2 separate regions of the Mus musculus genome follow, and region 1 is linked to region 2. Evidence: chromatin contacts called from public Hi-C data. All regions are on one chromosome and are shown on one strand. Each heading gives the region's core, a stretch centred on a gene start, on an enhancer-like site or on the middle of the called end of the contact. The rest is flanking DNA. Distances are from core to core; before and after follow the strand shown. Region 1 holds the start of Slc25a1 (solute carrier family 25 (mitochondrial carrier, citrate transporter), member 1). Region 2 holds the start of Ube2l3 (ubiquitin-conjugating enzyme E2L 3).

Region 1 (5,935 bases), core at 2,927-5,426, 730 kb after region 2:
TGCTTCTTGGGAGCAGACCTCAGGAAAGCTAGTGCCACTTTACCACCTCGGCCAAGGTGGAGTTTGAGAGTGTCGGGGCCTGGTAGCAGGGGCAGCCTCCTGGTGGAGAGAGAAGTAGGCTTTGTTGCTTGGGGGCAAGGTGTGTGTGTGTGGGGGGGGGGGCACCTTTCTCTGTTGAGGACTGGGATATTTGTGCCCACCGAGATCAGTCTGCTCAAGTACAGCTAGAGGCTTCTACACCTCATCTATCTATACGTGGCCTCATCTACTTTGCACTGACTTCTCACTGCCATGTGTTCCACCTAGGACTCATGACTGTCTCCACAAAAACTGCCAGGCTTCCCCAAAGGCCCAGGCCTACTGGGATGCTCATTCTATCAAGTCCTCCACTCCCCACCCCTGGGCTGGGCAAAAGGCTTGCAACTCTCAACTCCTTTCCCTAGCTTCCAAGCATGAAGCAGCCTTTCCCAGCATAGCTGTGTGTACCTGTTAGCCCTGTCCACTGGGTTCCTACTCTTTACCCATGGTTATGGCAGGAGTCAGGGCCACAGTGACCCTAACTCAGCTATATAGCTTTCAGCCTTGAACTGCCTTTCATCAGTGCCCGGACTGTATGGCAGGGAACTTCCACCTTGGGAATACCTGCCAACGTTCAAGGGCGGGGACTGAGGGACCAAGATGTTCCCTGGTCTTTTGGGACCCATTCCTGTTTAACAGCTGTGTCCTACCCTGGGAGGAGCCCTATCACCCCTGCTGCTTATAACCTTAGGGAGCACTGGGTTGGTGTCTCCATGCCTCGGCCTGAGCACTCACTACTGTCCTCTTCTGCACTTCAGATTGAGGGTGGGCTGGCTGTGTCACAGGCAGACGGGCCTTCTCAGGGAGGGGCAGAGGCACCCTGGGAACATTATTCAGTTCCAGCCCTCTGTCCTGCCAGTCCACTGAGGCCTTGTGGACAAAGCCCTTCAGCTGAAGGCAGGACCCCAATTGCCCTGTAAGGCCAGGAAGTAGCACAGATCCCTTTTGGTCCCAAGCTGGGCCTCCTAAGGCGCTCTCACTAGGGGCTGCTGAGCTTTCTTACTGCCCTGCCAACTGCAGTGTCTCCTGATGGAGGGGAGGCAGGTCTCTGAGGAGGCTCAGTCATCAATGACCCCCATCTACAAAGGGATGGACAGGAGAGTGCAACAGGATCCGGTTTATTCTCCTTGGCAAGGTGGTCCTGAGAGTGGCAGGTGCCACCCTGTTCCGGGCGGAGGGAGGGCCCGAGGGCCATTTAAGGCCAATGGCGGGAAAAGCAGGGGGGCCTATAGCCCCTGGAATGCGGTGAAGCCAGGTCTAAGCCTGGAGGCAGCTGTGGTAGGCCAAGGCAGGGCGCCCTTGCCATAGGGGGTGGAAGGCACCGGACTGTGACCTGACCATGGCTCCAAGGCCATGAACCAGGGCACATAGGCACCCCAGGAAGTGGGGCACAGGGTCACATGACAGAGAACACGAAACAGGCATGTGGCTCACAAGCAAGCACATGGATAAGTGAGCACATATTCACAGGCCAAAGAGACACCCAGCCATGGCCAGGCTGGACACAGATACAATGGTAGTGTTACACACACACAGACCACATGGGATATACAGAACTATGGGACACACCAGGCCACAGAACTTGAGGGACAAAGGAAGGGGCCTTTTGGCACTACTGCACTGGAATCATCAGAGTAGGTGGCGGGGGGTCTGGAATGGAGGAGCTGGGATACCCCACTGCATCCTCCAGGGTTAGTCTGTCTTCCACACTTTATTGAGCAGCTTCACCACTTCATCGTAGATGATGAATACGATGGCCACATCCAGGCAGACTCGGCCCAGCCGGGGAACGGTGCCCTTGTAGAATCTGGGTAGAGCAGAGAGTCTGAGGTGAGCAATGTGGGAAGGAAGACCACCTAGGAAAAGAGGGCCTGGAATGGGGGCAATAGCTCTCCTCTATCCTACTCACGCCTTTGGCCCCTCATTCTTTAGGATCTTCAAGCCGCAGTCCAGGGTGTTCCGGTATTTGTGTGCCTCCAGGCCCTGCAGGACACCGCAGGGCAGAGTCCTTAGACACTAGCCTCTGGCTAGTGCTCATATCCCTACTCTCTCAGCCTCCCATCCATACCTGCATCCTGGTCTTGATCACATCCAAAGGTGTGTTTCCAAAGACACTGGCTGCACCCGCAGTAGCTCCAAAGACCCCCGTGATCAGTGGGTTCATAGGTTTGTTGTGGTTGTCTCCTGGATGGAGTAAGTTGCAGTCAGAATACTGGGAAGATTAAGTCAGAGGGGAGCTTTGGAGGCTAGGAAAAACCTGGGGTAGGGTGTGCCTGCCCTTCCAGGAATAAGCTGCCCTCAGGGTTTGGTGTACCTTGGTACCAGTTGCGTAGGGAGGTCATGACAAAGAATCGGATGGCTTGGTTTGAGCCCTGCTTCAGTACAGTCGCAGTAAGGCCTTGGTATGTTCCCTTTAGCCCTTGGGACAGGCAGACAGGAGTCAAGCTGGAGCCTTCCAGGCCCTGCCTGCAGTCAAGGGGGAGCCACTCAAGTAGATGCTGTCCCACTTAGCAGGTCTCCATTCTCCAGGCTTACCTTGTTCCCGAATAATCTCTCTAACCCCGTGGAAAAATCCTCGGTACTTGGGGTTGGAGGAAGTCTGGTCATGGATGAACTTCACCTAAAAGGAAGGAAGCAATGGCCCTGGTTCCTGGCCACATCTGCACTTTATCTGGCAGACCCAGACCTTACCAACGTTAGGCCAAAGCTGGGGACTCCCAGCTCTTCTGCAGGAAATCCCTAGGCTGTTCTTGAGTTCCATTACACATAGGCCCCAAGACCTCAGAGGGTTTCCCCAGCGTTACATTTGCTATTTCCTAGACTTTGAATAGTGAGTTATGCTTTGAAGACTTCGCTCATGCTTTTATTACGCATGAGCCGCCACAGGAGACCCTTTCTGCCACCATTTACCACGAACCTGGTGCATATGTGTGGGGACCCTTCCCACCTTGACAGCCTCCATGGGGGCACATGCCATTAAAACCTGGGAGCCCGAAGATACCCTGGCTACCCCTGAAAGGCTCAATCCCTCACCTTGATGGTCTCCATAGGGCACACGACTACCACTGCTTCTGCCACGCCGGCACCCAGACCGCACAATAGTCCTCTCCTGCTGTCGAGCCTACCTTGGGCATCCCGCATGTGGTTGCTGAGGAACTCGAACATCCCAAACCTAATGAAGAAGACATGTGAGGGGGCCCGCTGCGGCCACTCCCTCCGGGTCGTTTCAACAGAGCAGAGTCTCACCTGACAGCCGCCTTGGGGATGGAGCCGTAGAGCAAGGAGCTGAGGCCGCGGTACAGGCCCAGGACGCCATGGCTGCGGACAGTTTGCCGCACGCAGTCTCCTACGGGAGGCGCGGTCAAGACCCTAGCTCCTCTGCTCCGCAGTGTCCCCCTAGCCACCCCCGGGAGTCCCTCCTTACCGATGCCCCGGTACCGCGGTGGGTTCGCTCGTTCATCTAGCTGCAGCTGCGTCTTCACGTATTCGGTCGGGAAGGTGATGCAGATTTCGATGCCTCCAGCCAGGCCGCCTGTGGGGACCAAATGCCTGGGGCTAGGGACACCCTTGCCCGGTGGACCCAGCCGCTACCGCTGCCACCGCTGCCGCCGCCGCGCGGCCCCTCCCCCGCCCGGACTTTGCCCGCGTCGCTGCCAGCGTCCCGACGATGCCCACGCCCCCACCCGGTGGTCTCCGCCTGGAGTGCCCAAGAGACTCTGAGCGACAGCAGACGAGTGGACTTAGGGGTCCCGGGTCGCAACCCCGACACCTCCGCCCCTCCGGAAGTTGGGCGGGGCCTGGGCGTCCCCGGCCCACCCGGAAGCGCTGTCGGACAGGCTCTGAGTTGGGGTTCCGAGTGACCCACCTGCTAGGATTGCCTTCCCGGGGTGCGTCAGTTTGGGCTTCCCGGACCCCGGCGCGGCGGCCGACAGAGCGCGGGGCCCGCGAGGCGCAGCCATAGCGGGCAGGAGGAGAGGCGCCCGGCGTCGACCTCGGGTCCGAGCCTCCGGCGCGGGGTTCTCGGGAAGCAGCGGAGCCGGAGGCTACTGAGACCACGACCAATTCTGGTCCGGGAGGCGGGGTGGTCACGTCAGCTCCCGGGCTCCGCCCCGCGTGGCCTGAGCTGAGCCCCGCCCACGCCACGCCCCGTGCCAGCCGGGAAACTGAGGCTTGGGCGGGATGCACTGGGGCACGCGTCGGGGCGGAGAGCTGAGAGCAGCCAATGGCCGGTGCTGGATTCCGGGGAGACGGAGAACCCCGCCGGAGGCGTGGTCTCCGGACAGCAACGCTAAGCCAAGGCGGGTAGCAGTGGGTCAAGGTGCAGTTTAGAGACACGTGCGTCTGGAGCGCGCCTTGGGGTTAAGGTGGGCCTCGAGATCCTGGGGGCGATGTAGGGACACATCCACCCCGGTGCGTGAATTCAGTCTTCTGAATTATTGTAATAACAGAGCTTGGCCTTCGTGCACCCTCCCGGGCAGTGCGATGATCACTCTGCCCTTCCCGGATTCGTCCGGAAACAGAATTTTCCTAGGCAGGTTCCCCCGACAAATGCAGGTTTCCCTTCCTTTCAGTTTCTAGCGAATCTTTGAAGGGCCTATTAAGTTGGCCTTTGTCCCGCCTACCCACACAATCACCAGGCAGAGCTGCTTTGCTCTGATAAACATGTTTTAATATTTATGGTCGGCAGGAGGCTCAAAGTCTTGAGAAGTCTTTGTTGCCACACATATCCTCAAAGCCGCCTGGAGGGGGCAGCCCTAGCCGGCTTGGGGTGAAGCTCCCAGGAGTCTTTGCAGACCTTTGGAGGCCTAAGGGTCCACCTCCCTGCTGTCTGAAAGGAAGCAGTCGCTGGGGGTGGTCAGTGATCTCCCCCAGCTCTGGGTTGGCTCAGAAGCTATCACAGGGCTTTAGCTAAAACAGAGTGCCCAGATATTGTACCTCCCAGTTGGAGTCCTTTGTGATTCCTTTCCCAGAAAAGGTTAAATGGGTTGAGGGTTGGGTGTGGACACATTACCCAGTATAAACAAAAGCACTCAAAGGAGGCTCCTTGTAGGCAGGCGCTGTAGAGTATTAATAGGGTAAGCCTGTAGGATAGCAGAGGAGAGCCTATAGCTAGTCTGGCTTCTGCTGGTTTTTTTTGGGGGGGGGGTCGGGTTGGGGGATTGTGGGTTGTAGTACTTGTACTGAATGCCATTGTGTGGTCGAGGGGCAGAAGGAACAGGATCAATTCCACTCATCAGAGCCTAAGGCACTGGGCCAGCAGATGTCTGGAGGCAAGGAGTATGGGGATGGCAGTTGGGGGCCAGTGGGAGGTTGGCCAGGCTAGAGGTGCAGCTGGAACACCCCCCCCCCCACACACACACACAACTGGACTCTTAGCTCAGGTAACAACAGCTGGTGAAGGCCAGCTGGCATCCTGTCCTCCTCTCCCACCAGTGTTAGTACTCACTACACCCAGTATATTCAGGATACAACAGCCTCTGAGGGCTTGTTCCATGCAATCCTGGGTGGGCTTTCAATTCAACGCCCTTTCTAGCACACGTGAGAAGGAACTCTCCCAGAGCCTGGTGGGTCACAGCAGCAGTCCACAGCTGGGCATGGAGGTAAGAAAAATGCTGGCTGTGCTAGTGTTTCTAGACACATGACTGCCACACTTGGTCACAACTGGGATCCTTCCCACCTCTACCTACCCATCTGGCACCAGGGCCCAGTGCCATGGATGGCCTTTGTCCCTCTCTACTTCAGGGTGCCAACTGCCAAACACTAGCACACATTAGAGTAAAAGCACAGCCCTCATGTGCTCTCCACATGTCCCTCTTGTTGCTCAGTCTCTCTCAGGCCCTGGGTTTGTCTGTCAGCA
Region 2 (5,837 bases), core at 323-2,822:
GACCGCCACATGAACGCTGTGACACAATGTGCCCCTCACACACACACACAGACAGACAGACAGACAGACAGACACAGAGAGAAATGTACTTACAAATGTTTAAAGTCAGAATTTCTAAGGACAAAACCAGAGAGGATTTTAACCAGAAGGAAAGGACTAAATACTTGCTTTAGAGAAAAGAACTCTGGAGCCCAAGAAGGGTAACCATGGAAAAGGATAGAGAAGGGGACCTGAGAAAAGGCAGATGAATTCATGTCATCAAATTACAAGAAAACAGCATGCAGTCACGAAATCTTCCTAAACTGAAACCCACAAGGCTGAAGGGACGACAACTTTTGGGGTTTGAACACGGAAGTGATTAGCATTCCTTTCCTGTAGGTAAATGATGGAGTGTCACCCGCAGAACAGATAAGGGGGTTTGATCACAATTGTTTTGTGCCCACTTCCACTCTAGTTTTATCAAATGTTCTCTCTAGGTTTCAGTGAGCAAATGGCTTTCTTTTGTTTCCAGTGACTCCATCAACCAAATACAAATTTGGTCTCAAGAGCCAGCTCCTGCGACCTTTTTTATTTCCGGTCCGGCGAGAGCTCGGCCGCACTACCAGGTAGCACTCAAACACTGGCGGGTTATCTTTAGAGGATGTCCGCAGATCTACTCGTGAAAAACTCCAACTGAGCACCTATATTGTATGCTTCACCAAAGGAGCCAATTAGTGAAGTGACACTCCCATACATTCAAGATACAAAGTGCGTATACCAAGTTATTTTCGTAAACTTTGGCAGGTTTTGATTTCAACGACAGAAACCAACCCCCACCCTTCATCAGGGAAAGGAGATGCGGATGACTAAGAGGTGGATAGAAAAGAGAACCTAGCTACGCAGGGAGACGACCCCACGCCTTCCTAGAGTTGGAACTTGTCGGCTGTGTGACTCTGCAGTCACAAGGCGACAGTTTGCGTGGACCCAACACAATTTCAAAAGACCACCAACTAACTGACCTAACTTTGGCCGCCTGCCCTCCTCCTTCCTTTCCCGTCTCGGGCCTCGCAGCCTCCCGGTCCCGGAGCTGTGGGCTGGCGGAATGGGGCTCAGAGAACGGCGACCGCGGCCCAGGACCGGGCGGCTCCGCGGCGCGTACTCCCAGCCGGGGCTCCGGCTTTCTTCCCCGAGGGCGCCCAGCTTGGGGCCTCCAGGCCCGGCCCACACATCAACGGCGTCCTCGACCCGGACCGCGGCCGCTGCGACGGAGGGCCCGGCTTCGCTCCAGGAGGAGGGGGCTCGAGAACTGCCCAGGCTGATCCGAAGGGCCGGCAGCGGCGGCTCTCAGCGCGGCCTTGCGCTCCCGCCCAGGCTGCGGCCTAGGCGGCCCCGTTAGATCTCTCCGCACGCGGCACAGCGGGGCCACGCAATGAGGGATGAAGAACGGCGTCGCCCCAAGGAACCGCGGCCCGCCGTAGGGGTCCCGGCCCGGGGACGCCGCCCCCCGCCTGGCCAGCGCCAGAGAATGGCTTTTACCTTCATCAGCCTCCTGCTGGCCGCCATCTTGGATCTGGTGCTGCTGCTTTCCCAAAATGCATCGCGGTAGGCCAGGCGGCTAGAACCCCCTCACTTCCTGGAGCGGGGGAGGGGCTAACCGGGAAGAGCGCGGAATAGAGAAATGTGCCTACTGTGTGCAGGTCCCAGGGCTATAGAATCCTGTGTAGACTCGAGTGACCTGGACAGTTAAAGATCCTTACTTTATGGCGCCTCCAATCCTATGGCAAGTACATACAGTGCTTGACACATAGTAGGTGCACTATAAATAGTGTGTACACAAAATAATAGAATAATCAAGATTATTTCAGGCACTACTAAACATTGTGAAGAAATCAAAACTGGGAGATGAGAAAGTTATTCTGTTACTGAACACGTAATACAATCGGTAAAGTGCCTGCCTGATCAAGAAGGACCTGAATTTGGGTTCCCAAGAACCCACACAGAAGCAAGCATGGTCATTAGCACTAGGGGAGGTAAGTTACAGTTAGATCTCTGAAGTTCTTTTTCTAACCTGCCTAACTGAATTGATGGTGAGCCTCAGATTCAAGGAGAAAACCTGTAAAGTACAAACAAGGAAAGAATTCTGTGGACCTCAGGTCTCCACATGCATGTGTGTGCACGCCCACACTAACATTCACATACAGCCTCCTACACACAAGAACTACAGGATCTGCTTCTCAGGAAGGCTCACTGAAGAAATACCATGAATAAGACAGTGCAGGGCAGCCGAAGATAAGTGGATTGTGCCTTTAATTCCTGCAGAGGGAGGCAGAGGCAAGCAGAATATAGATTCTAGCCAGCCTAGCTACATAGTATGATCCTAGTAATGGCTGAAATATCCAGAGAGGAAGAAAGAAACTGCCAGAAGGCAAACCCTACACTCACTCAGTGCTTTTACAAGTGGAGAAGTGTTGGAGGTTGGGAGATGAGATGTAGATAAGGCCTCATGTAGCCTAAGGTGGCCTCAAAATTCACTATATAACTAAAGATGACCTTAAACTCCTGATCCTCCAGCTTCCACCCTCAAGTTCTGAAAGTACCTGTACTCCATGAGTAACATCCATGTGCCCATTAGAAAGGATTTTTGCTTTGGTCTTTTGATGCCCTTTCTATCTAAAATTAATAGACTCCCTAAGGGAAAATCACTTGACACCAGTGGGGGAATGGTGGGCTAGGCCACCAAGACCCCAGACTCCATGTCTCAAAAGGGCTGAAGCTCTAAGGAGAAACTAGCAGTACAGAGCTGGCAACATGAGGCCGACAGAAATGTGAAGAGAATGCATTGCTTTCATTCAGCAGAATATTCAGGACACTTAATTCAGAGGTTTTCAAATTTGGTTCAAACAATATAACTCTTTTTTTGTTTGTTTGTTTGTTTTGTTGTTCTTGTTTTGAGACATGGGCTTGCTATGTAACCTTGGCTGGCCTTGAACTCAAAGAAATCCACCAATCTCTGCCTCCCAATTGCTAGGATTAAGGGTTATAATACCCATCTATAATACCCATCTTAAGATCATATAATTTGAGCCTGGAGGTGGTAGAGCCATATCCTCTGATTTTCCACAAGTACACCATAATATCCATGAGCATACACACAGAGAGAGAGAGAGAGAGAAAGAGAGAGATGCTCATCTGAAGACCCGAGTTTGATTTCTTTTTTGTTTTGCTTTCCTAGACAGGATCTCCCTGTATAGCCCTGGCTGTTCTGTAACTCACTCTGTAGACCAGGCTGGCATCAAACTCAGAAATCCGCCTGCCTCTGCCTCCCAAGTGCTGGGATTAAAGGTGTGCACCACCACTTCCCAGCACCAAGTTTGATTTATAGCATCCATAAGGTGGCTCACAGCACTTATAGCTCCAGTCTCAGAGGATCTGACACCCTCTTCTGACCTCTGAGGGCACTGTATACATCTGGAGCTGCTCAGACATACATGCATATATATAAAGTACCAATACACATAAAAATATACTTAAAAAAGTAAAGAGAGGAAGAAGTGTTGGTGTGGTGAAAGGGAGACAAGGGAGGGCAGAGGCAAGAATAATCAAAATTTCAATTCTGTTTTGTTTTTGAGGTAGGATTTCTGTATATATTCCTGGCTATCCTAGAACTCACTATTTGTACCAGACTGCCCTCAAACTCACAGAAATCTACTTGTCTGGTGCCTGTTGAAGCCAGAAGAGGGCATTGGATCCCTGGAACTATACTGACAGACAGTTGTGAGCCTTCATACTGGAAGAGCACTGAGCAATCTCTTCAGGCCTACTACTTCTTTGTTAAGCCAGTGTCTTTCTTAGAATATATACATGACACTTATGAGATCTGTACACTGGGGCAGGTAGAAATTCTCTTCCCTTTGCTTCCTCGATTCACCCTTGCAGTCCTGTGCTATCCAAGGAACTCTGAAACCCCACAGAATCCAGTTTGAAAACAGCCCATGTAATCTTTCTCTTTCATTTTGTAAGTGGGGAGACTCAGAGAAAGCAGTAACATGGCTTAATCTGCCTCCAAGTCTGTAACTCGTTCTCACATATCTCAAGCACAGTGGTGTCCTGGGTCACATGAAGTAACAGGGTAGAAACCAAGAAAGACACTTTTCTGAAACCCATCTGACATGCCACAGGAGGCTCTGGCATGACTAGCAATACCAGCTGGTGAGTGAGGTGACTCTAGAGATCTACACCAAATCCTCTCTCTGGTGACAGGCTGATCTCCAGACCTCATAGCTTGAACCCCAGTCAAGTAAGTCACATGAGCTGTGAAACCACCCATATCGTCATAAAATAACAACCTAAATCCTCAGCCTCTGTTGCCAGGTGCCCTGGAAAGCCACTGACACCCATGGATCGTCTCTGCAAAGCAGCGCCTCCTAAGAGCTCCATAAAGACAGGCTTCTTGCCGGGCGTGGTGGCGCACACCTTTAATCCCAGCACTCGGGAGGCAGAGGCAGGCGGATTTCTGAGTTCGAGGCCAGCCTGGTCTACAAAGTGAGTTCCAGGACAGCCAGGGCTATACAGAGAAACCCTGTCTCAAAAAAAAAAAAAAGAAAGAAAAAAAAAAGAAGACAGGCTTCTTGTAACCCAGGATAAACTAAAGGCTAAGTATAACTGGCTTCTCACTTGCTACCCTCATCTGCTTCAGTTCTGGTTTTTGGTTTTGTTTTTGGTTTTTGGTTTTTTCGAGACAGGGTTTCTCTGTATAGCTCTGGCTGTCCTGGAACTCACTTTGTAGACAAGCTGGGATTAAAGGCGTGCGCCACCACGCCCGGCTCTGCTTCAGTTCTGAAAATGAATTGTGAACCATAATTCTCATGTTCTTGTTTCCCAAAGGTTTGTTTTTTTGTTGTTGTTGTTTTGTTTTTAATTTATTTTTTATTAGGTATTTTCCTCGTTTACATTTTCAATGCTATCCCAAAAGTCCCCCATACCCACCCCCCCTTTTTGTTTTGTTTTTTTTTTAATTTTTCGAGACAGGGTTTCTCTGTCCTGGAACTCACTCTGTAGACCAGGCTGGCCTCAAACTCAGAAATCCACCTGCCTCTGCCTCCCAAGTGCTGGGATTAAAGGCGTGCACCACCACTGCCGGGTGGTATTTTCTTTTAAAAAAAATTTATGAACCCCTGTCTCGAACCCCCCCGCCCCCCCCCCCGCCAAAAAAATATTTAATTATATGAGTGCTCTGCTGCATATACATCCTCTGGCCAGAAGAGGGCATTAGATCCCCTTGTAGACGATTGTGAGCCACCTTGTGGTTGCTGGGAATTGAAATCAGGACCTCTAGAAGAGCAGCCAGTGCTCTTAACCACTGAGTGATCTCTCCAGCCCCCAAAGGTATTTTCTATAGGGTTAGGGGAATCTTGTTAGATAAATAACTATAGCAGTAATTTGCCAGGAGCTGAGTGCACACAGTGGTTAGAAGGCCCAGGTGTTGTCAGGCATGGTGATGAACACCTTTAGTTATACCATTCAGGAGCCAAAGACAGGCATATCTCTGTGAGTTTGAAGCCAGCCTGGTCTACAGATCCAGTTCCAGAACAGCCAGGGTTGTTACACAGAGAAAACCTGTCTTGAAGAAGAAGGAGGAGGAAGAGGAGGAGGAGGAGGAGGAGGAGGAGGAAGAAGAAGAGGAAGTAAGTCACCCTGGGTACTCAGAAGGCACCACAAAGGATCTTTCTGACAGAATGTATGGCTATGGAAGGTTAGTTATCACTGTGGGTTGTTTTTTTTTTTTTTTTTCTGGTTTTATCCAAGATCTGTCTTTTTTTTTTTTTTTCCTCAAGAATAGTCTGTTAAACCACACAATG

Evidence for each region. Hi-C and Micro-C count contacts between places; a contact is called where the count stands out from the background.
Region 1: a contact with region 2 is called in a Hi-C map of CD8 T cells, with 2.9 times the contacts expected there. The contact joins the promoter of Slc25a1 here to the promoter of Ube2l3 in region 2. A contact is called at or near these places in 1 of 39 promoter capture datasets (liver), 1 of 484 Hi-C or Micro-C datasets (CD8 T cells) and 1 of 115 datasets of contacts at active chromatin or transcription factors (bone marrow-derived macrophages).

Annotation. Positions count from the first base shown.
Region 1 is chr16:17,924,043-17,929,977 of GRCm38.p6, forward strand. It overlaps Slc25a1 (solute carrier family 25 (mitochondrial carrier, citrate transporter), member 1), which reads right to left and starts at 4,177. Exons shown (of 9, transcript NM_153150.2): 1 at 3,944-4,177; 2 at 3,503-3,610; 3 at 3,325-3,424; 4 at 3,112-3,250; 5 at 2,614-2,698; 6 at 2,393-2,497; 7 at 2,147-2,262; 8 at 1,988-2,061; 9 at 1,169-1,885. The coding sequence starts at 4,037. The coding sequence ends at 1,771.
Region 2 is chr16:17,199,920-17,205,756 of GRCm38.p6, forward strand. It overlaps Ube2l3 (ubiquitin-conjugating enzyme E2L 3), which reads right to left and starts at 1,573. Exons shown (of 4, transcript NM_009456.2): 1 at 1,516-1,573. The coding sequence starts at 1,542.